3 separate regions of the Gossypium hirsutum genome follow, and regions 2 and 3 are each linked to region 1. The links are chromatin contacts, called in public Hi-C maps. All regions are on one chromosome and are shown on one strand. Each heading gives the region's core, a stretch centred on a gene start, on an enhancer-like site or on the middle of the called end of the contact. The rest is flanking DNA. Distances are from core to core; before and after follow the strand shown.

Evidence for each region. Hi-C and Micro-C count contacts between places; a contact is called where the count stands out from the background.
Region 2: a contact with region 1 is called in a Hi-C map of leaf, with 2.5 times the contacts expected there. The contact joins the promoter of LOC107904403 here to the promoter of LOC107904407 in region 1. A contact is called at or near these places in 2 of 34 Hi-C or Micro-C datasets (callus and leaf).
Region 3: a Hi-C map of leaf shows a contact between it and region 1, with 1.6 times the contacts expected there. The contact joins the promoter of LOC107904413 here to the promoter of LOC107904407 in region 1. A contact is called at or near these places in 3 of 34 Hi-C or Micro-C datasets (all in leaf).

What each region holds. Positions count from the first base shown.
Region 1 is chrA05:33,839,197-33,843,541 of Gossypium_hirsutum_v2.1, reverse strand. It overlaps LOC107904407 (mitotic spindle checkpoint protein BUBR1), which reads right to left and starts at 2,594. Exons shown (of 11, transcript XM_016830769.2): 1 at 2,247-2,594; 2 at 2,074-2,133; 3 at 1,688-1,832; 4 at 1,301-1,458; 5 at 1,022-1,103; 6 at 856-922; 7 at 713-767; 8 at 254-419; 9 at 72-154. The coding sequence starts at 2,419.
Region 2 is chrA05:34,025,551-34,029,895 of Gossypium_hirsutum_v2.1, reverse strand. It overlaps LOC107904403 (DNA-directed RNA polymerase V subunit 7), which reads left to right and starts at 1,990. Exons shown (of 2, transcript XM_041112273.1): 1 at 1,990-2,140; 2 at 3,472-4,175. The coding sequence starts at 3,473. The coding sequence ends at 4,003. It overlaps LOC107904401 (protein unc-13 homolog), which reads left to right. Exons shown (of 26, transcript XM_041112275.1): 26 at 1-518. The coding sequence ends at 55.
Region 3 is chrA05:33,709,167-33,713,511 of Gossypium_hirsutum_v2.1, reverse strand. It overlaps LOC107904413 (NADPH:quinone oxidoreductase), which reads left to right and starts at 2,037. Exons shown (of 7, transcript XM_016830777.2): 1 at 2,037-2,449; 2 at 2,528-2,714; 3 at 2,902-2,987; 4 at 4,015-4,150; 5 at 4,328-4,345. The coding sequence starts at 2,949.

The DNA.
Region 1 (4,345 bases), core at 1,345-3,844:
AGACGGAATAACATAGTTGTATACATGCATGTCCAAAAGTTATACAACTTTTAGAAATAACTAGTACTTACTCTTCACATTCCTCATCAACAAAAACTTCAATTTGAGCACTTGCAACAGCCCCTACTATTCTAGGCACAGGTCTCTGCGGAATCTGAGAAGAATTTTATGAAGCTCAATGTCATTTTTAGAACAATCTGAACAATACATCACCCAGTAGCAAAAATATCATGTTTTGGGAGTTGAAGTAAACCTTGTGTGATGTCCACTTTGCAGGCATAGCATTATTTTCTTTGTTTCTCTCAGCTCTACCTCCAAGAGTGTGCCAAGAGTTTGAACCGGTATTTGGCTTAGAGTGATGACCCCTCGTGACATCCATATTTGTATCATTGTAAATAGATAATGGAGTTCGATGCACCCTATGAATGAAAACCAATAGAAAAGCAAGCTCATAATGGAGTTCTTATGGCTATTAAAAATATTGCAGAACGGAAGATAATAGAGTGCCGTGATTAAAATGAGAGCTCCATGGTTAGAATGAAGTAGAGGAAGATGAGAGCTACATTGCTTGGGCTTTTCATTTTTCTTGAAGTACACGTGTTTGACATTTGTGTCTGAAACATGGATATGGAGATACAAATTCCAAGTATCCAAGTCCGAATAACACAAGATGAGAGCTCAAACTTAAGTATAGAAAGGTTCTTTTGCTTACTGATCTTGCTTCAACTTGTTTCTGCCAAGCTCAAAAGTTTTGATGGCCTGCCTTTCTGCAATCACATGAAGTTACATATTATGCTGTGGAAAAAGCTTTTAGATGGTAAATTGAAATTGACAAAGAAGAGAAATAGAACTTACGACTCTCTCCCCTGGCCAAGACAGTTCCGAAACTTCGGACTGGTAAGTCATCTTCCTTCAACTCTTCCTGTAGTTTGGGAAAAGAATGAAAAACATAACCAAGAAAATCCCTATAGAAGCAATTCAAATGTAGAGAAGACATTAAACATCAGTCTATAGTCTATACCTCAGTAGCATTAGGTCTTCTCATTGAGCGAGCAAGAAATTTCTTGTATGCATCCCTCAACTTCTCTATTGGTTGAGCATTACTACATTTGCAGGAAAGCTTAATTAGATCAACAAATGTAAATTTACAAAAGTATAAATGGATAAAAAAATCTACACACAAACCAAGTAAGCCTTGAGAGAAAAAGCATGTTTTAACATAAAATGAAATGCACTTCAGTATCAGTTGAATCAAATCATATATCTTCCATCAAAACTAAATATGGAAGACAGCTTTTACCTTGATATCCCAAGATTGAGTAAATCATTTGCTGCTTTCATCTTAGACTTGGACTCCATGTGCAAAGCATATGCTATATAGTAAGCTGAATGTGTCTTCCCAATATCATTGGCATCAAGAAAATAATAAATGACCTCAGCATCACTACAATGCTCAGCCTGCAAACACCATTTCCCAAACACTGATTCAGCATTTTAAACTCAGAGAAAACACCATTGCCATTTCAATTGGTATGCTTTCGATGTGTTCATTTATAACATGTTAAGTAGCATATTTCTGATTAAATTGACATCTGAGCAAGCATAAACAACTTAAGCAAACTATAAACATCACCATCTATGATTCTATATAAGATGATTAAAAAGAAGGAAGGTGAAAAGTACCCACATATTCCAACCAAACTTTCAGGTAGCGGAGATCATCTTTATAATGATCCGAATGCCAGAAAGCACGAACGCATTGCTCATAGATCAATACCAGTCCTGAGAAGTCTCCACCTGGTGGGAATGCCTCTTGAACCCATTTAATGCAACTTAACCCCAAAAAAGAAAACGTACAAAACAAACAATAAGCCACTGAAATAATTTAACCATATCTAATTTGAAACAAGGACACCCTAATAAAACAATTGAATCAACAGTCAACACTACCCGCTTTCCATTTTTACTCAATTTCGAATTTCAATCATTCAAAATGCAAAACCCAAATTCGTTTCCAACCATTAGAACATTTCAAGGTTCAAATAAAAGTTATGTAATGGGAAGAATAGTTACTCAAGCCAAGGCTGGAGAGGATCGTCTCCTTGGTACTCATCTATTGCCTCGATCAATCTCCTAAAGATTCAAAGTAAGAAAAAAGGAAGTACCCAGAAAGAAAATGGATCAAATATTAAAAATAAAGTTAAAAAGAACACAAAATAATCGTAGATAAGGATTTTGGAAGAGACCTTCGGTTTTCAAGGAGAGATTTCTTGAGTTGATCATTGGTGCGAGCTTTGAGAGCGTGGTTTAAGAGATCGACGTTTCGGCCTCTCTTCAAAGGTCTCACGTTTTCTTTGAAGAGTTCCCATTCGTTTCCCGTTTGTCGTTTCGATGAAAGGAACTCGGTCTCTGGATCCATCGCTTGGCTGCTCTTCTGCTCTCTTCTTGCTGAGTTTGAGAAATGGAAAAAAAAAGAGAGAAATTTAGAAAAAGGAGATGAGATTTCAAATTTTGAAATGTAACAACGGCTCCTCGAAAAGTTGCCGTTATATGAGAATTAGATTTGAAATAAAATAACTTGACATACTGGGCTAGCCTCGGTCAATTCCCATCTTTCTTTTTAGGTTTAATGTATAGAAAGTCCTCAATTATTATTATTATTATTTTAAATAAGCTCCTCCTAATTTTTTTCCCTTAATTAGATTTGTTTAATAGTCGGGTCTTTAAATTTGGATTAAGCTTAAATATAATATTAACATGCTTTATATTTGTCTAAGCTTGACCCGAACTAAAATATAGGCCTAAAAAGCATGTCCATATTTCCAAAAGATTAACTCAAACCCGTTTTAGGCCTAATAGTATTTTTCTAAAAATATTTATTTTATTTTATTTTAATAATTTATAATTTTTTATTAAATTTTTTTATATATTCAACTTAATATTTTTTTTAATGTTTGCATTAAATCTAAAACAAATTAATTCTGAATATAAAAAATAAAACAATTTTAAAATTACTAAAATTATTTAAAAATTATAAAGTGCACTTTTGCATATAAAATTGAACATTAAAGAGTTAATTAAAACTAAACAGTTATTATGTTCTGTCTATTCTGTTGTTTATTTATTTCTTGTTTTAAAAACACATTTGCAAGAGAGATCATCTAACAAACATGTTAATTGATATTTCAAATCAATTAATTTTTTATATAAATATTCAAAATATATCATTTTCAATTGAAATATAAAAATATGGAATGTAAGTATAAATTAATGGAATGTAAGTGTACGTATCTATATAATAAGTTAAACAAAATCTAGAACATGGGGAAAGAATTAAGTGAAAATAGACTGCTTTTAAAAAAAAAAAAAAGGAAAAAGATTATGGTTGGATTGTAAATTTAACGGTTTTTTTACAATTTTTTATATTTTTTTATAATTTTAAAATGAATCTGAATAAATGAGTTTTTGAATACCCACATTTTTTCCATTCATTATAAATTTATTTTTTAAAATAATTTTAAAAAATATTTTAAATCTTTTTACTTTTTGTTGACATGAGGAGCTTAATTCAATGCAAAAAATTGAGAGGAACTTAATTGATTTTTTTTTAATTATTTGAGAATTTTTATCCATTAAGCCTTATATATATACACTAAATATTAAGAAGTTTTACAAATTAACAATCATTATTTTGAAGATATTTATGTCTTTTTGTATTTTGGCAAATCTAATAATATATATACACATAATAAAAACTATGATATTTGAACACATGACATGATGCATTTCACTATTTTAACATAGTCATTTCAACTAAAGTGTGAAAAAATCAAATACATATTTAATTTTTTTAAATTAAATTGACTTAAAAGTACATCTATTTATATATTGAGTTATTCCTCTAAGGTCCATGCATGTGTACTGAATATTTAAAGCTTAAGTTTACTTCGGCTAAACTTATTTTTAATTACATAATATATATTATTTAACTTTTTTTATATAACTTATAACATCTAAAAACAGTTTTATATAATATATTTTAAATTACATATATTTTAAAACTTGTTTGGAATGTATTTAGAGCTTTTATTTAGCACTTAGATGCAAGGGTGAAGGGTGTAATCAAAGACGGCAGGTACAATGGACCTAGACTATAACTTAGTAAACCTAAGTAATGTATTTGTTTCAAATTTACTTAAATCAACTTAAATCACTGAAAATTGAGAATCTCAATAAAAAATTTCTAAGGCACTAATTATATACACAAGCAATAAGCATCAAAAGAAAAAAAAAGGCACAACAAAACTTTTAAAGAAAATGTTCTCTCAATTTAATTACACAAAAC
Region 2 (4,345 bases), core at 741-3,240, 190 kb before region 1:
AGAGGCATCCCAGTTTGTCAAGAAGCAGTATAAGATACCCAAGTCTTCTGCATAGGCTGTAGTTCGACTCAGAATCGGCTTGAAGTAGGAGAAAGCGTTGACTTGAAATCTGGCTTGACGTAGGAGAAAATGGCAAATATGCATCAGCCGGTTTGTGTGAAATATAAGTTCATCACTCCCTTGTAAGAGAAAACAACTGGATTTTCTTTCATCCTTCTTTATGGCATCTTTAAATCACTCTGTTCTCTTTGTATGTTTACATAATCACATTTGAGTTGTGTATATGAGATGGAAACCATACCATGGCCAAGTACAGCTGTTTTGAGCCTTTGGAGCTATGTTACCTGGCTTTCATTTTTCCTAAGATACTCGCCATACATTCAAACTTGAGTTTGAGATTTTTAGCTTTCAAATATATAGATTTTTTTTAAAAGGAAAAAAAAATTGCATACCTGTACGGACTCATTTGTATTCGACATTTATGGATTTGGAACGAGTTAAAAGTGCTCTGGTAAGTAGCATGTGGCTTCCTCAGTAGAATTTTGGCCCACTTTGATGTTTACCTTTTTTTTTAGTTTATTTTGATACTTTGGTATTTGGATCTATTTTGATTAGTAAATTTGAAAGAGTGTAAAAGTTTGATAACGCGGCATTTTAAAATTGTGTTATGTCATTAGATTCAATCTTTTTTAAGTAATGATGTGGCATAGTTTTAAAGTATCACATTATTAAATTTTTATATATATTTTAAATATTTTAGGATTAAGTGAACTTAATTGACAAGTTTAAGAACTAAAATCAATATATATATTAAAATGGATCTAGTAATTAAATTTAGGGTTCAAAATTATATTAACCTTTATGTTGACCTTGCGAATAAAGTAGAATGCTAATAAATGATTTAGATTGTGGTTATGAATGTAATCTTTTTTTTGTAAGGTATATAATGAATATTATTATGATAGTTATGATATTTATCGGAAATTTTTATTTGATTAGAAGTTGATAAATGTGATCACTAAAAAAACTCGAGTAAAACTTGAATTTAAATTTAAATTCAAGTTTTGTTTCTAGAGCTTAAGCTCGATTTCAGTTAAAAATTCAACTTGGGTCTTACTTTTTACCTAATAAAAATTAACTTAATTTTCATATTTAAACTATTTATATTTAAAGTTGAGGTGTAATTGAGAATTTTTAATACTAATTAAAAATAAAAATATATTATAAATAAAAAAATTTAGTTGGCTTGTACATTATTTGATTAAAGTATTAAGCTTTAGTAGACTTTGCACAAATCTCTTGATTATACTCTTTTAAATACGATAGGCATGATGAAAAAGACAGCTACAAAATAGTTCACAGTATTATTTGTTATGCATGTGACACTTCCCATCGTTTCTATAAATAAATTTGCGGTTGCAATTTAGACTTACCCTTCTTTCTATCTAATACCTTTTAACTTAAAAATATTAGCTCCACGTTAAAAAGGAAAATTAAGAAATAATCATCTCATTATTTTTATTGAACTTTAATTTTTATTATTTAAATTATTGTTTGGCAATGTAGAAAAAAAATTATAGACAATTTCTTTTTGTCAAATCATAGATGGATTTGTTGAGGAATCAGGCTGACATTTTCAAGGAGCTCAAATGGTATCATTTACCTTAACAATAATATAAGTCAGGGATTCAAATCCCATCAAGAATAAGACGTTTACGTCACCTCTTGATTACACCCTCATTACTTTTTGATGGGTAACTATACGTGAGTAACTATACATCTACGTATAGTAGGGTTGAATCAAGAATAAACTGATTGAATTATAGTTCTAACTTGAATTTTCAAAGGAAAAAGCAAAAAGCTTTAAATCGATAAAAAACAAAAAATTACAGACTAAAAAGAAAAAAAGAGAGAAATACAGTAGACCGGAATTTGTGACATTCTTTTAAAAAAAGGCCCATGTCCAAGGTCCATTATCGGTTTTACAAATTAAACCCAATTTTAGGCGAACAATTTAGAGCTTTAGGGCAGGGAAGATCATTTTTTCTTTTCTTTCTACTCTTAAGTCCACAGCAGCCTGACAGGTCATTACCAGTTTCACTCTTTAGCAGCTCACACTCTTTCCTTGTTTATTTTACAGGTTAGTTTTGCTTCACCTCTAATCTGCAATATTTGTTATATTATTCACCAAAATAAACCTCATCCACTTACCTTGTCTTGATCTGAATCTTTTGTTCTCCTAATTTTGATTCTTTTTAAAGTATTTCATTTTTAGTTCGAGATATATGATTTCCATTGGGCTTTTCTTTGACTGATTCTATTGCATGTTCGATTGAACAGATGAAAAGTTTTTCAAGGTGGTTCTCTTCTTGTTCTTTGATTGTTTTCCGAATGGCTTGTGATTTCGACTAGTTGAGTTCTCTTTTTTTGCATTTCTTGAATTTTTTTAATGATAAAATTGTGGGTTTTAATATTAAGAGGATGTTAACATGGAGTTTATGTTTTGGTTTCTGTATTGAATTAAGTTGATGTTTTTCTTTAGAGAAGATTGATTAGTTGGGTGAGATTCTATATTCAGGATTTAATCACGAATTCTGCCTGGTAGTATGTGTGGATGCGGATCAGAAAATTGCCTTCGTTTGTGTTTATGGATTATCACTATTGTTGTTGTTTAATCGGGCATGTAATGTAATGATGATAGTTTAGATCAATGTTACTTGGACTCGAGTGTGATAGCCGGATATGGTACGTGTCCAACACAGTATGTTCAAATATTTCATGCATTTGGAGGACCATTGGAGGTTCAGAACCCCACACCCATATATGCATGATATATTCACTTTTTTTCTTATTTTTTCCCTTGCATTTGGAGGATCATTTGAGGTTATGATCCCATACCCTTGTTCGGATGTATGGCAAACATGGATAATTCACACAAACAAAAAAAGAGATGAGTCAGAGCAACGTAGGTATAACACCTCTGGGAGTTTGTTAATCATACACATTCGTTTGGAACTACTTTGCTTTTAAAAGGGTTTCCCTTGTTTTGTGAAGAATTTCAATGGTAATGTTCCGATTTGTCAATGACTATGAAAATTTAGTTATGAGTTGTGGGTCGTTGAGCCTACTGAATCTGCTCACCTTGTTTTGTTTAGAAAATTTCAATTTCTTTTGAAGGAAATGGCATGGTTTTCCATTCATAGTATCTGTTTTCTGTTGCTTCATGTTTGATTATCGGTTTGGTGTTATCAGTATTTATGGAATTGAGAATTAGTGATGATGTGAAACGGGCATTGTTGGGTTTATTCATTACAATTGGGTAATGTTTTAAGTGGTTGAAAACTAAGTTGTAGGTGAACCTTTTTCAGTTTTTGAATTCTTCTAGATTGGTATACCATTTTTTGGCTCTGAAGGACATTAATTTCATTGTGAGTTTCGTTTTTTTTTTGTTTTTAATGTTGTTTTCTGCAGAATGTTTCTCAAGGTGCAGATGCCATGGAATGTCATAATTCCTGCTGACAGCTTGGATGCCAAAGGCTTGATGCTCAAAAAGGCAATAGTGATCCGCCTTATGGATGAATTTGCTTGCAAGAAGGCCACCAAGGATCTCGGATATTTCATGGCTGTAACAACCCTAGAGAGCATTGGCGAGGGCAGAGTTAGACAGAACTCAGGAGATGTGCTTTTCCCTGTTGTCTTCAGCGGAATTACATTCAAGATGTACAGAGGAGAGATTCTGCAAGGGGTTGTACATAAGATACTAAAACATGGAGTGTTTTTGAGGTGTGGCCCAGTCCAAAACATATATTTGTCTCACATAAAAATGCCCGACTACCACTATGTGCCCGGGGAGAATGGTATATTCATGAACGACAAACACTCAAAGATTGATAAAGATGTGATCGTTAGGTTTATCGTGATTGGGACCAAATGGATGGAGGCCGAGAGGGAATTTCAGGCGTTGGTGAGTTTGGAAGGTGACTACTTAGGACCAGTTTCCTGAATATATGACTTTGGTCAACCTATGTACGTATTAGGAACATGTAGTTTTTGCGACTATAGGGCTAACTTATGATGTTAACTTGGTTTTATAGCTTTTGTAAAACTCCTCGCTTATAGGTGATGGATGTGATGGTATATTTGCAATATTCATAAATTTAGTGTTGCATTGTTCAGCCTCCTTTTTAATACCTTGGATCAATGGTTGAAGGATCGTGTCTGTGTCAAAACTTTTCTTCACTAGCTTCGCATATAAGAGGAGCTCTGTAATTGTGAAGTGTGTTGCAAGGTATTGCAATTGTGCAGTTAGCAACCTGTTGAATTACCCCATGTTATGCCGTCGCAT
Region 3 (4,345 bases), core at 788-3,287, 130 kb after region 1:
GTCGGAATGTAATAGTAAAAACAAATGAAACTTTTAGGTACTGTTTATAAAGGTGTCTAATAATTGAATTTAGGTATAATTGTTTGGTTAACCATTAGAATTGGTGAGTTTTACTGAATTGGATGTAATTGGCGCACCTCAATTATATTTCCCAATTTATAGGGGAGGGGAAGAATTGAAATAATTACACACCTAATTACACCCAAATTCAATTTAAATGTTTTATTCAAGTTTAAGTTATAAATTTTTATATTATATACATAAAAATGCATAAGTGTTTGGATGGTTATAGCCAATGATTTATTATATTATAAATCTTAAAAGATTATATTATAAAGTAATGTATGTGTATTTTATAAAATTATAAAAAATTATATTATTTAAATTTAATTATTTTTTAAGTTAAAATTCAAAAAAATTATTGTTATAAAAGTGTTATAAAATATTTAATTATAAAAAGTTATGATCGATAAATATGAACAAAACTTATTTATATGTACATGCTATATATTTTCAAAGTAATATGCTTATTTAACTTATTTGTAAAAAAAAAAATTCTAATTTATGGAAAAAAAATATTGTTATATAAAAGTTGTAGGACACTTTATAATTTTTCTATATATTATAAATTTTATATTATTTTTTACTTAATTTTCATATTATAAAAAAATTATAACTTTGTATAATTCTTTCTTAAAATCAAGTTTATATAATTTTTTATAATTAAAGTTACGGATTTTTTGCACCATGAACTCAAATATTATATGATAGATGCTAATTATGTATATACAAAAGAATTTTTTACACTATATCGTGAGATATGATACCATTTGAGATAATGGAGTTACACACAAATACCAGACACGACTCACTAACTCTTTAATTTGAGACATTTAAGGTTTTGACATATGATTAAGTGGATATTTGTTATTCTAAAAAAATATTTCTCATATTAACAACATATAGTTTGCTCTTTAATTTAACGTATATAAACTACTTTACCCATTTTTAATAGAGAAAACAAAATGTAATCCAACTTTTGATATAAGATACATCTTATATTTTGGAAGGGTTGAAAATTTTATTATGTTAGAAAATAACTTAGGAAATAATGTTTCAACATTCAAGAAACAAACTTTGTTCTATTTTTCAATTATGTATTTTACTTTTTATGGATTGTTATTCGTGAGTATGGGTGTTTTTTCAACTCTACAATTAAGTTAAAAAATTGTTATGTGTTTTTTTATTTAGGATTTATTTTTATAAAATCCTAGAAAAATATTTTAAAAAATTAATTAAGTCCTTTTAAATTTTTTACATCTAATTGAGCATTTTAATTGAAAAAATTGGTCAAATAAACAATTTGTTGATGTGATAGTTAATAAATGATGATTCAACGGCCTTTGTACATGTGGCAGTTCACATAGATGAATTTTTTTGCACTTGAGTTCATTACGAATAATTTATAATATATATAGAGCGTAATTTAATTAATTATTTTGTAGATAAATTGAATGATAAATTATTTATTGTTAATAAATTTTTTAGATTGTTTAAGCGAGAACAATAAAATAACATATAATTGTAATTTAAAAATAAAATATATTCTAAAATAAAAAAATTATTGTATAAAAATAATTTTTAAAACTTAAATCAAGTATGAGTATGTTCAAAAATTTATATGTTAATTGGATTTTTTTTTGAAGATAACAGTTGGACTTTATTAAAATAAGGGTAAATTACACCAACAGTCACTTAATTTTGGGTAACTGACAAATCAATTATATTAGTTTTATTTCAGTCACTCAGCTTTAGAAAAATAATAAAACAACCATTTTAACCGTTTTTCATTACAAATGTAACAGTAAAATGACATGATAGATGATGGATTGCTTGGTGGCATTAACCGTTCAGCTGGTCAGTTAGCACTAATTTTAACAGCCCCTTTAGCACCAATTTAGGGTTTATACAAAAGAAGAAGAAGAAGAGGAAGAGGAGAATAAGAAGAAGAAGAAAAATGGAGATGCCTCCACTTTTCAAATCAATCCCATACTGCATCTCTACAAATGAATCCTCTAAACACTGAATGTAACGAATCGTCATCCTTATCCCCCACATTCATCCTCCATTCTAAAATCAACATTCTCTCATCTAATTTTTGAAGCTTCAGTCTCTAATCTATGTTTATTCAACTCCGCTTCCCATTAGACTCCTCTTGAACTCAAATTCATAGTGTTGTTTTATTATTATTTCTCCCTCAAACCTTTTCTCACTTTTTTATGTCAACAGTATTTTCAATCATTATCTATGTCAATTAAAAAAAAGTTTAGCTTTTTGGGCTTTAAAGAACAATGGTTCGGTATAGGTTAATGTTAAGCCAATCACTGTTTCTCTTGGAGAAAAGGTTGTAGATTCCTCGTTGTCAAGTAGCTTCTCTGCTGTTGAAAAGGTTAGGTCCTTCAAACCTTCAATTCTAGCTAGCAAGATTAGCTTATCTCAGGCTCAAAAGGACTTGGATGCTTGTCAGGGGAGCACTGTACAACAACCAAAACTTGGAACTGAATCTTTAACATCTAAGTTGTTATTAGCTACAGCTAAACATTCCGGGGTGGTTCCAACAACTAACTTGGATGAAAGCCTGCCATTTAACTCTGTATCTTCTGCCCTAGCTGCCACATATGAGGAATCTATGCTAGTCATTGCCAGTAATTAAGGTAGGAAGGAAAGTTTGGTTAAGTCCATCTCTATAAAAGATCATCAGAAGAAAACGAGCAAAAAGGGACTTATTCAGCCATCAAATCAAGTTTTTTTTCTTGTTTTTTTCTTCTAGTTCTTTTTTAACCATATGTATGTTTTGTTTGCATGTATTTATCTGCTCTTTCACAAATTGATGGAGATAAGCTCCAGGTTATTCAAAGGACTTTCAAAGGGACTTGGATGCTTGTCCAATGTGGCTTTATCTTGCAAAACTAGCTCCAGGTTCAATGGTCTGTTTTTGTAATGGAGATAAGCTACTCCTATTTTCCTTTCCTTTCCTCTCCTATTCTTTTTCTTCTTCTTCTACATTTCTCTTATTTTTCTTTTACCATTAACTAATCATCTTCTTTTTTTTTTTACCCTTTGACTACTTGCCCAACGTGACAAGTTAGTTGGTCACATTAACTAATTAATTTGTCACATCAGTGATCTCGTAAAGACAATAACAAAAAATATTAGTAAATAATTGATTTGTTACTTTTTGATAATGTTAGCGACTGTTTTATTTTTTTTAAAAGTTGAATGACTGAAATGAAACTAATGTGATTGATTTGTTAATAACCCAAAATTAAGTGACTGTATATTTAATAATAAATTTTAATTTTAATATAATATTTAATTCCTAAAAATACTTAAAAGCTAAAAGAGAAGATGAAATCCAAAACATCTATTTAAATTAAATATAACTTAGATAATATAATATTTAATTCTTAATAAAAATAATTCCTAGAAAAAATATAAATAATCACAAAAAAATATTAATGATTCTTGAAAAAAAAGTAGTTAAAAAGAAGAGGTTGTGAGGAGGATATTGAATGAGTGGTTAACATAATTATAATTACTTTTAAAAACACTTCATCGCTCCTACTTTTGGAAAGCACAGATGACAAGATATATTTTTAGAAATTGTTTCAATCAGACGGTCACAAATCTCTCTATCTACCTACCTCAAGTCACCAAAGATTTGCGTCTGATCAATCCCTTTCTCACCCTTCACTTCCTCTACATTCAAACAAGTCAAACACTGTTGGTTCTTTAGAACCGGTCGATTAAAGTCCCATAGGAGGTGTGTAGGATACAGCTGTCTCATTAAGTAGGAGCTGCTCCACCGTCTGATAGATGTAGGAGAGCCGCACGCGTGGCACCCATGTAGAGATTGTGATTAATATTTCATCTTTAATGGCATCTATTTATTATTTTTCAAAAAAAAAAAAAAACAAGTCAATACTCAAGCAAGTAACTTACGCACTCAAGCAGAGGAGAAGCCTGGAGAGAGTTCTGAGAAATTACAGAGCAATGGAAGCCATGGCAGCAGCGAAACCAGTGATCAAAGTAGCTGCCCTTTGTGGGTCTTTAAGGGAAGGCTCTTACAATAGAGGCTTACTTCGTTATGGTAAGGTTCTTTTGCAAATTGACGTCCAAATGGATGTTCTTGTTTTGGTTTCTGGGAAATACTCTTTTGGGTTTTTGTTTTTTTTACTCCCTTCAGCTATTGACGTCTAAAGGAATATTCTTGTTTTAGTTTCTGGGAAAAAAATATTGATTTGGGTTTTGTGTTTTTTTGTTTCAGCAATGGAGCTAACTAAGG